3 separate regions of the Sus scrofa genome follow, and regions 2 and 3 are each linked to region 1. A link is a contact called in public Hi-C data. All regions are on one chromosome and are shown on one strand. Each heading gives the region's core, a stretch centred on a gene start, on an enhancer-like site or on the middle of the called end of the contact. The rest is flanking DNA. Distances are from core to core; before and after follow the strand shown.

What was found. Hi-C and Micro-C count contacts between places; a contact is called where the count stands out from the background.
Region 2: a Hi-C map of skeletal muscle shows a contact between it and region 1, with 2.4 times the contacts expected there. The contact joins the enhancer-like site here to the promoter of MYO1E in region 1. A contact is called at or near these places in 6 of 47 Hi-C or Micro-C datasets (embryonic fibroblasts, heart right ventricle and skeletal muscle) and 2 of 2 datasets of contacts at active chromatin or transcription factors (alveolar macrophages and skeletal muscle).
Region 3: a contact with region 1 is called in a Hi-C map of retroperitoneal adipose tissue, with 1.5 times the contacts expected there. The contact joins the enhancer-like site here to the promoter of MYO1E in region 1. A contact is called at or near these places in 10 of 47 Hi-C or Micro-C datasets (brain, embryonic fibroblasts, fetal heart ventricle and 6 more) and 2 of 2 datasets of contacts at active chromatin or transcription factors (alveolar macrophages and skeletal muscle).

The regions. Positions count from the first base shown.
Region 1 is chr1:112,675,525-112,680,081 of Sscrofa11.1, forward strand. It overlaps MYO1E (unconventional myosin-Ie), which reads left to right and starts at 2,021. Exons shown (of 28, transcript XM_003353343.5): 1 at 2,021-2,665. The coding sequence starts at 2,663. It overlaps FAM81A (protein FAM81A), which reads right to left and starts at 2,151. Exons shown (of 9, transcript XM_005659549.3): 1 at 2,046-2,151.
Region 2 is chr1:112,884,868-112,889,424 of Sscrofa11.1, forward strand. It overlaps MYO1E (unconventional myosin-Ie), which reads left to right. Exons shown (of 28, transcript XM_003353343.5): 26 at 1-191. Among named protein-coding and RNA genes, the nearest start is that of CCNB2, 55 kb to the right of the region's middle. Within about 2 kb of position 1,879, at least 3 of the 83 cell types and tissues checked have an H3K27ac peak or open chromatin away from gene starts, as enhancers often do. A contact at or near this core is called in skeletal muscle, where this site is marked.
Region 3 is chr1:112,809,084-112,813,640 of Sscrofa11.1, forward strand. MYO1E (unconventional myosin-Ie) reads left to right here. Exons shown (of 28, transcript XM_003353343.5): 7 at 3,057-3,188. Among named protein-coding and RNA genes, the nearest start is that of CCNB2, 130 kb to the right of the region's middle. Within about 2 kb of position 2,313, at least 1 of the 83 cell types and tissues checked has an H3K27ac peak or open chromatin away from gene starts, as enhancers often do. A contact at or near this core is called in retroperitoneal adipose tissue, where this site is marked.

The DNA.
Region 1 (4,557 bases), core at 771-3,270:
GTAGGTAAATCCAAGACTGACAGGTTGCTAATAGATTATTAAGAGATTTTCAGTGCCTTGTATCCCTAAGTTAATCTTGGAGAAAGCAATTACATCCTTGCCTCTGTCCCTCCAAGCCCATCTCAGTATGACTACTAATCAGGGTTGACCATGGATGGGATGGTGGCTGAGGCAGTATGTCATTTTCCAACCTAAATACTGTTATTTTTTTAAATTAAAAAAAATTTTTATGGCCACACCCGTGGCATATGGAAGCTCCCAGGCCAGAGATTGAATCTGAGCTATAGCTCTGGCAACACCAGATCCTTTAACGCACTGTACCCACCTGGGGATTGAATTCACACCTCTGCAGTGACCTGAGCTGCTATGGTTGGATTCTTAACCCGCTGTGCCCCAAATAAATAGTGTTTCTTTTGTTACCTATAAGCTCAAATTTCCCTTTGGTAACCGCTGTACATTAGTTCTTAAAATATCTGCTTGAATTTTGAAGCTGACATACCCCTGAGGCATGGAATCACGTTTATGTGAGAATGATGAATCATGACTCTATGTACCTAGCCAATGATCACACCTGTATGGACCTAGTACATAATGAGTACTCAACAGATACCTCCCGGTTTTCTGTCCAGTCTGTGCTACAGAATGCTACCAGATGAATTTCCTACACCTCCAAATGTGGCAGTTCCTTGCACAAAACTACTGCTACTTCTTTTTTTTTTTTTTTTTAATTTAGGGCTGCTCCAGAGGCATATAGAGGCTCCCAGGCTAGGGTGCAAATCAGAGTTTCAGCTGTCCACGACAGCAACATGGGATTCAAGCCACGTCTGCAACCTACACCACAGCTCACAGCAATGCCAGATCTCTGACCCACTGAGCAAGGCCAAGGATCAAACTCTCATCCTTGTGGATATTAGGTGGATTTGTTTCTGCTGCACCACAACAGGAACTCCAAAATTCACCCTTTAAAAATGTACAATTCAGTGGTTTTTAGTATATCCACAAAGTTGTACATGAATCACCACTAATTCCTGAATAGTTTCATCGGTAAAAAAACACATACTCATTAGTAATTACTTTCATCCTCCCCTTCCCCAGGTGCTGGCAATCAATAATTTAGCAATTTCTGTTTCTATGGATTTCCCCATTCTCTACTTTCATATAAAAGGAATCATATAATAGGGGGTCTTTTTTCCTGGCTTCCTTCACTTAATGTTTTCAAGGTTCATGTCAGAACATGCATCAGTACTTTCTTCCTTTTTAATGGCTGAATAATATTTCATTCCATGACTACACACATTTTGTTTACCATTCTAAATGAGGATTTTTTTTTTAATTGAAGTGTGGTTAATTTACAATGCTGTGTTACTTTCTGTGGTATAGACAAGAGGATTTTTAACACCCATTTCAACTCCAGGATCCTCTATTCAGGAGACGGGCAACCAACCAAGTTCATAGAGTATACTACAGTAAATCATTATGCTTCACAGTTTTTCTGAGCCCTGAAGTTTCACAGATCTAGGGAGGACCATCCTCTTATGACCCACCTAGTTTACTTCCTGAACCCTGAAAACAATATCGGACTCTCTACCTTTATTTCAGGATTCTGCTTTTCCCCACCCTAATCTTCTCCTAATTGCCCACCTGATTTCTTGATTGCACTACTAATTGTTCTCAACAGATAAATGTTGACTGAGATTGGATGGCACTTTCTTTCCAGGTCTCTCTCCCCTGGCCCTGGCTCACTGCACGTGCAACTTCTCCATCAAAACTCCCCCTCCTCTCCTCCCCCTCCACAAGCCTTCTTTTGTTTTCCAAGGAAATTCAGGTAAAAAAAAGGGTGGGGGAAACGATATTTTTGACTTTCCTCCCAATCCAGACGTTGGAAAGAAAAAGGATTTCCTTTGGGCTGCTGCCACGGCTCTGATCCTTCTGCTGATAAAATATTTCCTTCTTCAAAAAAAAAAAAAAAAGTACAGGAAAATTATACCACTTCGGCCACACCTACTCCAACTTTCGCGTTTAAAGGAAAAAAATTAGAAGTTTACCTCTCTTTCACAGAGTGGTTTTCTTCCTACCAGTTCAGGTCTGGCAGCCGGGAACGAGCTGGGTCAGCAGCGCTCTTTGGAGGCGGGCTTGGAGGAGGACTACAGGATCCAGAGGGCTTTGGAAACTCCGGCAGCTCCAAGCGTGTTGGCTACTACGGTTTCCCTGAGGAGTGACGATGTGAAAACAAACCCTGATTGGTCAGGCCTGAGCTGAATTCTCCATTTATGGACAGATTGCCCAGCCCGAGCCGAGGCTCAGCCAGAAGAGTACGGAGTAAGTGGCTGAAGAAAGAGCGAGGCAAGGCAGCGAGTCGGAGGCGCGCGGAGCATTGCACTCACCTAGGCGGGCGGCGAGCGCCCAGTCTGAGTGGACCCCGGCCCTGGGCAGCATGCGCCCCTCCTGCTAAGTCGCCTCCTTGTCGCCCTCACCTAGCGCCGCCGATCCTGCCTGGATGGAGTCCCCCAAGGGTTCCCATTGGTTCCTGTGAGTGCTTGGGTGTCGAGAGCCTGTTTTTGGCGTAGGGAACCAACTTTTGAAGTTCGCCCAGGAGACTGCATTCCAGCTCCAGCTCCCCGGCAGCCGGACCGGCAGAAGCGCGACTGCGGCGCGAGTCACCATGGTGAGTTGGCCGCGCGGCGTCCCGGGATGCCTGACCCGGGGATGGGGCAGTTAGCCCTGGCGCAGGGCACCCACCTTGGGCAAGCTGCCGAGCCCATGGTTGAAGAAGGTGGACGCTGGAGTCGGCACGTCCCGAGCCCATATTTCCTGCCGCTTTCCTTTAACCGGGCTGAGGGAGAGGGAGTGGGGGCCAAGGAAAACTTTCTTTCAAGTCGTTTTCGGCGTCGCCAAACTTTTCGTGGCCGGGTGGCTATGGCTGCCAGCTGTCGGAAGCCAGAGTATGGTGAGATCTGCTTTCAGGGGCACCGCCCGCGAAGGGGGTCGCTTTTTTCCTGCTGGGAAGGTGGGGGTGGCCGCCCGCGCCCCTCCGCGCGCGCACGCGCGCTCCTCGCTTGCGGCACCAGCGCCGCCGACCCCCGTTCCTCCCCCGGCTGCCGGCAGCGCCGCAGCTGTCCCGCTAGCATCCGCACGCCCGCGGGGGCGGCGCGGCCGCACAAAGGCAGCGGGGCGCCAGGTAGAGCGAGCACCTGGCGGTGGGCTGGCGGCTGCGGGCGAGATTGCCGATGGGCTGTCCGGAGCCACGCTGGCCTGCGCTTCTCCCGGCGCCCGCCGGGATGGTCTTTGCATCAAAAAGGCCAAGTAAACAGCCCCCTCCCTTCCCCAAGTGTGAGGTGGCTGGCACTTTTCGGGTGTACAGCAAACGTTTCGCACGGAAGGAAGTCGAGTTTTGTGTTCTTTTCCTTTGGCACTTTGGGATCCGATGGAAGTGGCTGGCTCCTTCTCTGTGGTTTCTGACTTTTCCTCTACCCCTGCCTCCCCGCCCCGGCTACCCCGCCCCCAGTACTCTTAGCCGCATCCCTTGGGTTTTGGGCTGGTGTACTTTTCTTTCCGAAACACAAAAGCAAGGACTATTTTGAGAAGATTGGCAGGCCATGGGGTGGGGGGGAGTTCTATTACAAGGCTTCATAGTTTCCACACTTGGTTCTTTTCAAGTAATCCGGTTTAGGTCGATGAACTCGTCCTCTTGGTTTGTTCTGTTGTTTTTTTAGTGACTGTGAAGGTGGTGGTAAGTCAAAATGATAACCAGTACAGCACTAATTTAAAAAATCTATTTGCAGGATCACCCTGAGAGAAATGTAGCAAAGGCCATTGGAACTTAAATACAAAACTGTAATGTAGCCCTTGACCCAGTGCTGTGTTTATTCAAAAGAATGATTAAAAACAAACACAAACCTTTAAAAGGTCGTCCTTGACCAAAGCTTTTTCTTTTCACATAGTCCAACATTTTATCTGTAAATAAGTTTTCTCTTTCAGTTTTATGGTTTAAGAAGAAAGCCCACCCTACATTATTTTTGGAACCCCTCTGGAGAACTCCTCCCTTACACTGAGTGTGTGTTTGGGTGGAGCTACCTAATTGGGCCACTGCCTAATTGGCCACTTGAACTTGAGCAATGTGAGTCTTAGGACTTTAGGATTGCTCTAATTATTTTCCATGGTTCAGTACTTCTTCAAAAAAAAAAAAAAAGTGTTTCTGGAAGAGCTTAAAGAATCTTACTGAATTTAAATACTTGAATGGTACCTTGAGGAAATCACCTTTCCCTTAGGTAACTCATTTTTCATGCTGGAGAGACTAAAAAGTGGTGTAGGGTGCCTTTTCTAGGGACCTGGGAAACTGGACCCTCAACTTGACCCATTGCTGTTGAAGTGGATGGTTGGTGAAGGGGGTGCAGAAGAGGCATGTTCTAAGGAAGACTTTTTTTCCAGAGTGTGTAGGGTGTCTATTGAAGGAAACGGTGTGACTTACCTGTTGATAAGTTCCCTGCCAGCAGCACAGATGGCCGTATTGTGGGCTGCCAGGAGACTATCAGTGCATCCGATATGGTTGCCGAGGCT
Region 2 (4,557 bases), core at 629-3,128, 210 kb after region 1:
AATGGAGTCCTCAAAAACCAGTTTGTGCCACATCCCCACACTCCTGGAAACCATAGGTCAAATCAGAAGAGCCTGTACACTTCCATGGCCCGTCCACCCTTGCCACGACAGCAGTCCACTGGCTCAGACCGAGTGACACAGACGCCGGAGAGCTTGGATTTCCTCAAGGTCCCTGACCAGGGCGCCGCAGGGTAAGAGTCCCACATTCTGTAGGTGATCTCTGTCTGCATCAGTCACACCAAGGAGCAAGGATTTGGGGGCAGTCAGCATGATTCTCAAGTTCAGTTTCCCACCCACACATGTTGTAATCCAGCCCCAAGGCTGTGAGGCCCACAGTTGGCATTTCTCAAAGTACAGCCAAGTTGATCCCACACAGTTCATTCTCCAGAGAGGCCTTATCATGGAAACATGAGACGAGGGGTCCCCTTCAGCCCTGAGGTTTGATTACTCTGTGACCTTTTTTTGCTCTCTGGATGGTTGAGGGATAATGGGGTTTTTGATTTATGTCTGTGCCTGAAGCTGCATAAACACGGCAGCTCAAAGAGTCATTAGAAATGTAAAGGATGCCATCTCAGCATGCTATGAGATGTAGGTATTTATTTATGAACACAAATCTTCAGGGCTTTAAAATGAGAGCCTCTCTCTCTTTCCATAATAGAAAATGAAGAGTGCAGAGTTCCTGCTGTGGCACAGTGGATTAAGGATCTGGCAGTGCTGCAGCTGTGGCTCAGATTCAATCCCTGGCTCAGGAACTTCCATATGCCACCAAAGGGGAAAAAAAAAAAAAAAAAAAAAAAAGGAGTGGTAAAAAGAAACCAAAGCTTTTCAGTTGGAGGAAGTAAAGATTCTTGGACCTCTTTGTAGATATTCAGAGTTATCAGTGTGGAAAGGGGGTCTCATGTGGCCTGTGGAGTCACCAGGCATCTGACAAGGGACAACTTCAAGACAAGTGAGTGAATCCTGCCAGGTGGTGTAGGTTTTGGCAACAGTAAGCCAAAGAAAATTCCAGTTACACAAAGATGAACCTCCCTGGGATGTCAGGAGCACCTGATCTTGGAAGTATTCAGGCTCAGGGTGGATTGAAGTTACCAGGTCTGATGTCAGATACAAAGATGAGAATCCTGTTTTAGCCCCCTTACCTGTCTAATATTGAGCCTGCTACTCCTCCTTATCCTCTGTGAGCTTCATTTTCCTTATCGGTACACTGATGCAATACCACCAAGCTTGAGGGGTTGTGAGGGGACCCAGAAATAAGATCCATCAACTACCACCATGGTACAGGGCATGGAGGAGGCCACTTGGTCAACTGTGGCTCGATGACCGTGCTGGTGATAGTGGCTGAACTAGTGACTTTTCACGACTCTTGCAACTCTGTGGGATTCTCAGTGATAGAATAGTTCTCTCTGCTGAACCCAGTTAATGGGGCTGCTGCAGCCCCTCTACCCCTGCCCACCTCTCCTTATCTCTAGAATAATAACAGTTTCAGATGTGATCAGAAGACTTGTGTACGAAATGGAGCAGTGCTGGGAGTTCCCTTTGTGGCTCAGTAGGTTAAGAATCTGACTAGTATCCATGAGGATGGAGGTTCATTCCCTGGCCTCTCTCAGTGGGTTAAAGATCCAGTGTTGCTGTGACCTGTGGTGTAGGCTGCCGATGCGGCTCAGATCAAGTGTCGCTGTGGCTGGGCCTAGTCTGATTACCCAAAGTAGGCAAGGGATTAAAACCAGTCAGCAAAATGCACCAAATCTCTTAGCTCTGTCTGCTAGCTTCCTACTTGCTTTGGTTTTGGCAAGCAAAACCATCTTTCCAGCCTGCTCTGCAAGTTACAGTCTTGCACACCAGCCAGCTGGGAGCATCTGTCAGCCAAAAAGCAGGCAATTTAGGAACATTGTGTCTTAACCGAGGCTGCTCCCTTCCAGCCCTCAGCTCCACCGTTCCCTATTAAGTCTCATCGTACCCTCTGCCACCCTCAGGCCTAAAGTTCAGACACACATGATGCTATTTTGGTAATGGCTCTGAGACTGGAAGGAGGCACAGGCATCTGTTAGGCAGTAAGACTTTCCTGACTGTATGTAAAACCAGTGTATAAATGCTTACTAGGCACACCAAGTCCCATAGTCACAAGAATCCCAGCCAGTCTCCTCTTTGTACACTTATATCTGCTATGATGCAAATATTCCTTAAGAAATCATACTCCGGAGTTCTCATTGTGGCTCAGCAGTAATGAACCTGACTAGTATCCATGAGGAGGCAGGTTCTATCCCTGACCTTGGTCAGTAGGTTAAGGATCCAGCATTGCCATGTGATGTGGTGTAGGTCGCAGATGTGGCTGAGATCTGGTGTTGCTGTGGCTGTGCTTTAGGCCAGCAGCTGCCACTCCACTTCGATCTCTAGCCTGGGAACTTCCATATGCTTTGGGTACAGCCCTAAAAAGACGAAGGAAGGGAGAAAGGAATCATCCTCTGATCAAAGGACTAAGCTTTTTCTTTTTTTTTTTTTTTTTGTCTTTTGTCTTTTTGTTGTTGTTGTTGTTGTTGTTGTTGTTATTGTTGCTATTTCTTGGGCCGCTCCCGCGGCATATGGAGGTTCCCAGGCTAGGGGTCCAATCGGAGCTGTAGCCACCGGCCTACGCCAGAGCCACAGCAAGGCGGGATCCGAGCCGTGTCTGCAACCTACACCACAGCTCACGGCAACGCCGGATCGTTAACCCACTGAGCAAGGGCAGGGATCGAACCCGCAACCTCATGGTTCCTAGTCGGATTCGTTAACCACTGCGCCACGACGGGAACTCCAAGCTTTTTCTTAGTATTTATTTTCTGGGGAGTTCCCGTGTCGTGGCTCAGTGGTTAATGAAATCTGACTAGCATCCATGAGGACGCAGGTTTGATCCCTGGCCTTGCTCAATGGGTTAAGGATCCAGCATTGCCATGAGCTGTGGTATAGGTCGCAGACTCTGCTTGGATCCTGGATTGCTAGAAACACTTAAAAGTTAAATAATTTCTAATTCTGCCAGAGACTTAATCGTGCATTTCAGGGGCCCTGTGGTTACCTTCATTTAAAAACTCCTCTTTGCCAAGAAAACATGAATTCCGCTGATTTCATAGGTGGTTGTTGGAGCAAAACAGGGAATTTTGGGGGTCCCCTATGAATTCTGTTGAATTCATAGGTGGTTGTTGGAGCAAAACAGGGAATTTTGGGGGTCCCCCAGCTTGTACATTTCCATGAAGACAAAAATTTCTGTTTACATCACAGTTCCAAACAGGCCCATGAATTTACCAACCTATAAAAGGGAAATTACCACCAAATCTCCTCAGACTTTCAACTCTTGTGTTCTTTCCTTTCCCTCTCCCATCCCCTGTGCGCTTTTCTTTATAGACATATTTTGCACAAGCAATTATTTCTTTTGGATTGTGTAATGTGGATAAAATCAAATTGTGTCATTAGCACCTCAAGTTAATTCAGGAAAGTCTCTGTCAGTTTATTTTGGGTTCAGTCAGTTTTGGCAAGGGGGTTATTTGGGTTTTTCAGAGGAAAGGGAGGAGAGCATGAAGCATTCATTAGATTAATTACCACTCCAATGGACTCTTTACTCCTGCCAGGCCACGTTTGTGATGTGGTAGCTGTGCTTGTTGCCATCGTCACTATTATCGTCCAAGAAAAGTAAGAGTAGAGGGAATGATGATCTTGCAGCCCCTTAGCATGCCTTTTGAAGAGTCTGAGTCAGGTTCAAGACCTTTCCTGATTTTCAGAGAAGGAGAACAGGTGAAGCAGGAATCATATAAACAGTTCATTCATCAGCCTTTGCTCTGGCTTCGTAGGAACTCTTGATCTGCCAATCACGTGTGCTTTGTGTTTTCCCTCCTCTAACCAAGTTGTACATAATCTACCTCCAGTTCACTCCTGGAAGCACTAAAACCAAGACTGGAAATGTTTTTTCTGTTGGCCTTTTTAATCCTGTGATCCATTTCATGGGAGGATGGCTTCAGGAAATTTTGAGATACTCCAGAGATTAATACAACCAGAAGTGCTCAGTGGTAGGGCTTCTGGCCATGCCACAAAAGAGGGATCGATACAAAAATTTAAATGCTGCCTGTGTGTCTTTTGACAAGATTCTCCTAATAGAGTCGTATTTTCAAGGGGCTTAAAATTTCCAACAAGCGTCCAATAGCAATATTTCTCAACCCATAATCTACAGGAGCAGCCGCCATATCCTGGCCCAGGCAGACATAAAGCTTAGGAATTCCTGGCATCCATTCCCACATTTCCAGTAATGTTTATAGATTCAACCTTTTGGAACAGAGTATATTTTAAAGAGCCAATGAAATAAAATGCCATTATTTTCCTTCTTGGAATTTCAAGACATAAATTTCACAGCTGCAGAACAAAGAAGTGAGATTTGGAAGCTTAATCTCAGCTCGCCCTGGCATGGGCTAAGCACACCAAGGTGCCCAGAGGTGGGGGAGCTGCAGGGACCTTCATAGAAGGTGGCCTGGCCGTGGGCAGAGAACACAGATTTACTGTTGCAAGGACCGGGTATGAGTCTTGGGTCATTTGTTC
Region 3 (4,557 bases), core at 1,063-3,562, 130 kb after region 1:
CTATTGGTTGACCGACACATTCTCCCAAGAGAGCGGTTTGGCAGTTTCCAGCTTTTTTTAAAGGCTGCACCTGCAGCATATTCGACCGGGCTAGGGGTCGAGTCAGAGCTGCATCTGCAACCTAACCCCAGATCCTTAACCCACTGAGCAAGGCCAGGGATCGAACCTACATCCTCATGGATAGTAGTAGGGTTCCTAACCTCCTGCGCCACAACTGGAACTCCCAGTTCGGCAGTTCTGATAAAAAATTTTAAATGTTGGTTGTCTTTGACCCAACAATACTGTTAGGGTATAATATCCAAGTTTTCTGTTAATAATGTTTTACTTAAAATGATATCTGTTGTGGAGTTCCTGCTGTGGCAGAGCAGGTTAATGATCCAACTTGTCTTTGTGGAGGTGCTGGTCTGATCCTTGCCCTAGCACAGTGTGTTAAGGATCTGGCAGAGTTGCCACAACTGTGGATTAGGTTGCAGCCATAGTGTAGTTTGCAGCTCTGGCTCAGATTTGATCCTTGGCCTGGGAACTTCCCTGTGCCACATGTGCAGCCAAAAAAGAAAAAATAAAATACATAAAAATAAAAAAGATATCCATTATGTGTTGTCAAATTAAAAAAAAAAAAAGGTTCCAAAAATATGTCTATGATATGGTCCCATTTTTATTTTAAAATGCGCATTATATAAAGCATAATGTGTCTAAATCAAAGTCTGAATATACTTTTACAGTGATTGGTAGAAGGAGGTAGAAGCGGCATTAGGGTGGGATTATGGGTAGTTTCTCCTAAAAATTGGTATGTAGGTAATTCCTATCATGGCTCAGTGGTAACAAACCCAACTAATATCTGAGGAAGCGCATTCAATCCCTGGCCTCACTCAGTGGGTTAAGGATCCGGCGTTGCTATGAGCTATGGGTAGGTCACAAATGTGGCTCGGGTCCCATGTTGCTGTGGCTGCAGTGTAGTCTGGCAGCTTTAGCTCCGATTCGACCCCTATGCTGGGAACTTACATATGCTGCAGGCGTGGCTCTAAAAAAAAGGGGGGGGGCAAAAAATGTATATGTAGTATGAATCATAAAACTTCGTGTATTTTCACTTATAAATCTTTCAAGTTTTAAGAAATATATTATGGAATATTTCAAACACTACTTTAAAATATAATACAGTAAACTTTGGTGTACCCAGTACATAGCTTAAAAAAGAAAACATTACCAAGAGTCAAAGTTTATTTTTATTTACTATTGAAAACGCAGTATCCTCTCTTTACACAATTTTCTCTTCCTTTCAGGCAGCTTTACAATAAAACTTATTTTTTTGATCTCTTATTAGGTGTTGGACTTTTATATTACAATTTTGAGTTATGTATAATCATGTCTGTTACATTAGAGCAGTGGTTCTCAAACTTGGCCTCATACAAACATCACTCTGGGAGTTTCCCTGGTGGCTCAGCAGGTGAAGGATCCAGCATTGTCACTGCTATGGCTTGGGTCACTGCTGTGACATGGGCTTGATCCCTGGCCTGGGGACTTCCACACAGCCAAAAAGAAGAAGGGGAAAAAAAAAAACAACAGCAAAAACAGAACACACCCAAAGGGAAAGATGGTGAAGGATGACCACAATAAGAAGTACAAGGATCTTATTCAGCGAACTTTTCTCATGAACCACTGTAATTCGGGATAGCCGTGGTTTGCGGTCCTTCTTAGTCTGGTACTAACGGATATTTGTGTGGGGGTTTATTTTTGAGAGAAGGAGAAGGCAACAGATTAAGACAAATAGACAGTTTGAAGGTGGCCTCTTTCGTAGCCTTTTTGATTCCTGGGGTTGGTAAGCAACTTCACAGGAGCACAGCAGAAGCTGGGTGCTTTAGAGAGCAGGAAGAACACGCAGCGTGCCTTCCTTCTCTTTAGTGAGTTTACGGTTCTAGTTGGAAACTTGCAGCTTGGCAGGCTTCAGCTTTGAGATGTGTGGATTTCATCAGCACACATGTTTTAAAAATATTAAGTGTGGAGTTCACATTGTGGCTCAGTGGTAATGAACACAAATAGTATCCATGGGGATGCAGGTTCAATCCCTGGCCTTGCTCAATGGATTAAGGATCTGGTGTTGCCGTGAGCTATGGTGTAGGTCACAGATGCGGCTTGGATCCCCCATTGCTGTGGCTGTGGTATAGGCTAGCAGCTGCAGCTCTGATTCAACCCCTAGCATGGGAAGTTCCTTATGCTATAGGTGCAGCCCTAAAAAGACAGTAATAATAATAATAAACTGTGAATGCCTTTAGGCTAGGTCTGCTGTCCAATTTGACCCCAGGCCACACCATTCCCTACAACTGACATTCTCATCTTTTTCTTCACCTAAATCTACCCTCCTAAACCTTTCTGAGGACTGGAGAGAAACTAGATGGTAGCAGGGGAAAAAACCAACCAAACGAATTGTCATTTACTTAACAATCTGGGCACTTTTTCAGCCACACTCCAGGATTTTATTGTTGCCTGTTGGCAGTAATTTAAAAGGAAATATTAACGACAACAACAGTAAGCAAAATCCCCACACCCAAAACTAGCTGGGGGTAAAAAAAACTTTATTTATAACCAAATGTTTTTATGTAAGCATTATCACTGCTCCAGAGGTCAAAAGGGATTGCTTTTGCTGAAAGCCATTAGAATACATCTACCAGAAGGAAAATTTGCTTCCTTGGGAAGAGGCTGATAGAGCTCACTCTTGTTGGATCAAGGGGACCATGTGATTTTCTGTCCTATTCTTTACAGCTTCCGGTGTAGCAGGCAAGAGCACCTACTGCAGGAAAATGGGAAGGAATGTAGCATAGCCTTATTTAGTCGGGCCAGAAGGATAGATTCTCTCTCAGTACAGAATTGTGTGATTGGACAAAGGCGCGGGTTATTGTCTGATAGGAAACAGTGAGGAAGTCTAGACCAGAAGTGGGAAGAATTCAGAACATATCTTTCGTTAATGAATTTCCTAGAATTATATGCCATATCCAACGCCTTTTTGGAACATCATGTTTGTGTTGACCAACCATTAAAGGAAATCCCTAATTTTCTTGCAGGGAAAATACTTTGAAATCCAGTTCAGTCCAGGTGGGGAACCAGATGGTGGAAAGATCTCCAACTTCCTTCTGGAAAAATCTAGGGTGGTGATGAGGAACCCCGGAGAGCGGAATTTTCACATATTTTACCAGGTTTTCCTTTATGTTATTTTTTTCCTACTTCCTGATTCCTTCTCCACATTTAAAATTTTCTTCTCCTGGTCCTTAGGTTTAGACAGGCTAGCCTGGCAAGCCCAGGAGTCCTTATTACTGTAGGATGTGTAAGTCAGTGTGCAGAGGAATCGCAAGAATGCCCTTACCTGCAAGGAGAGTGAGTTCCAGTTGCGGTGAGAAGGCAAAAATTTCTCTGAAGTGAAATAATCAAGGACGTGTTGACACACTTTAGAACAAAAGTTGGGATGTTTGATGCTTTGCCAAATAGGAGTCCTTGCAGGGAGACTTTGCGGGTGGTGAGAGAGATTACGGAGACACGGGATAGCATGGTGGGAAGGTGGGCTCTGGCAAGTCAGGTGGCCTGAACCAAGCAGGGATAGCAGGGCAGGGAGGGGGCAGGCTAATCTGTGAGCTAGGCCCCAGCAGGTGTGCAAGGGCAGAGGTCTCAAAAAGGACAAAAAGACTTGAAATAGACTTGGAATCTTTAATACCAGGTCAAGAAGTTTCTGCTTATACTCTCAGAAGCCATGGAGAGTTTGGGGCTGAAGCACTGTGTAGAATGCTTTTAAATTATAGTTGGTCCACGCTGCTTCAGCAGTCATCTGATTTGACCTTTTTTTTTTTTTTTTTTTTTTAATGTCTTAAACTAGTTTTACTGATAAAAACAAGTTTTTTGGTTTTTTGTTTGTTTGTTTGTTTTTTGTCTTTTTGTCTTTTTAGGGCCATACCTGCAGCATATGGAGGTTCCCAGGCTAGGGGTCGAATTGCAGCTGTAGCTGCCAGCCTACACCACAGTCGCAGCAACGTGGGATCCGAGCCACGTCTGTGACCTACACCACAGCTCACTGCACCACCAGATTCTTAACCCGATGAGTAAGGCCAGGGATCAAACCCACGTCCTCATGAATGCTAGTCGGGTTCGTTAACCACTGAGCCACAACGGGAACTCCCCATAAAAAGTTTTTTAATGTTTGCATTTATGTGTGAGTACTTCCTATATTGGGACTCCGCTTTAGATTCTCTTTGATGAAAAGCCTACAGCTGTTTTTTTTCTTTTATTTATGTTTTGTTGTGGTTTGAAGATCATTGGATTTGAAGGAAGTTAAGCTGCGTTGGTCGCTCACATTCAGTCTTTTCAATTACCTAGATGTATTAGGTGATGGCCAGGATTCTTCTGGTTAGCATCTGTTGGTTGAAAGTATACATACAGGACCAAAACTTTCTGTGAATGCAGTTATGCTTTTAATTGTATTAATCAAAGCAGCATAAAGAGGTATTGGAAAAGTAATTTTGTGTATCAGACACGAGCATAAGACAGAAGTTCATAATGATTTCTGGGGCATCCAGC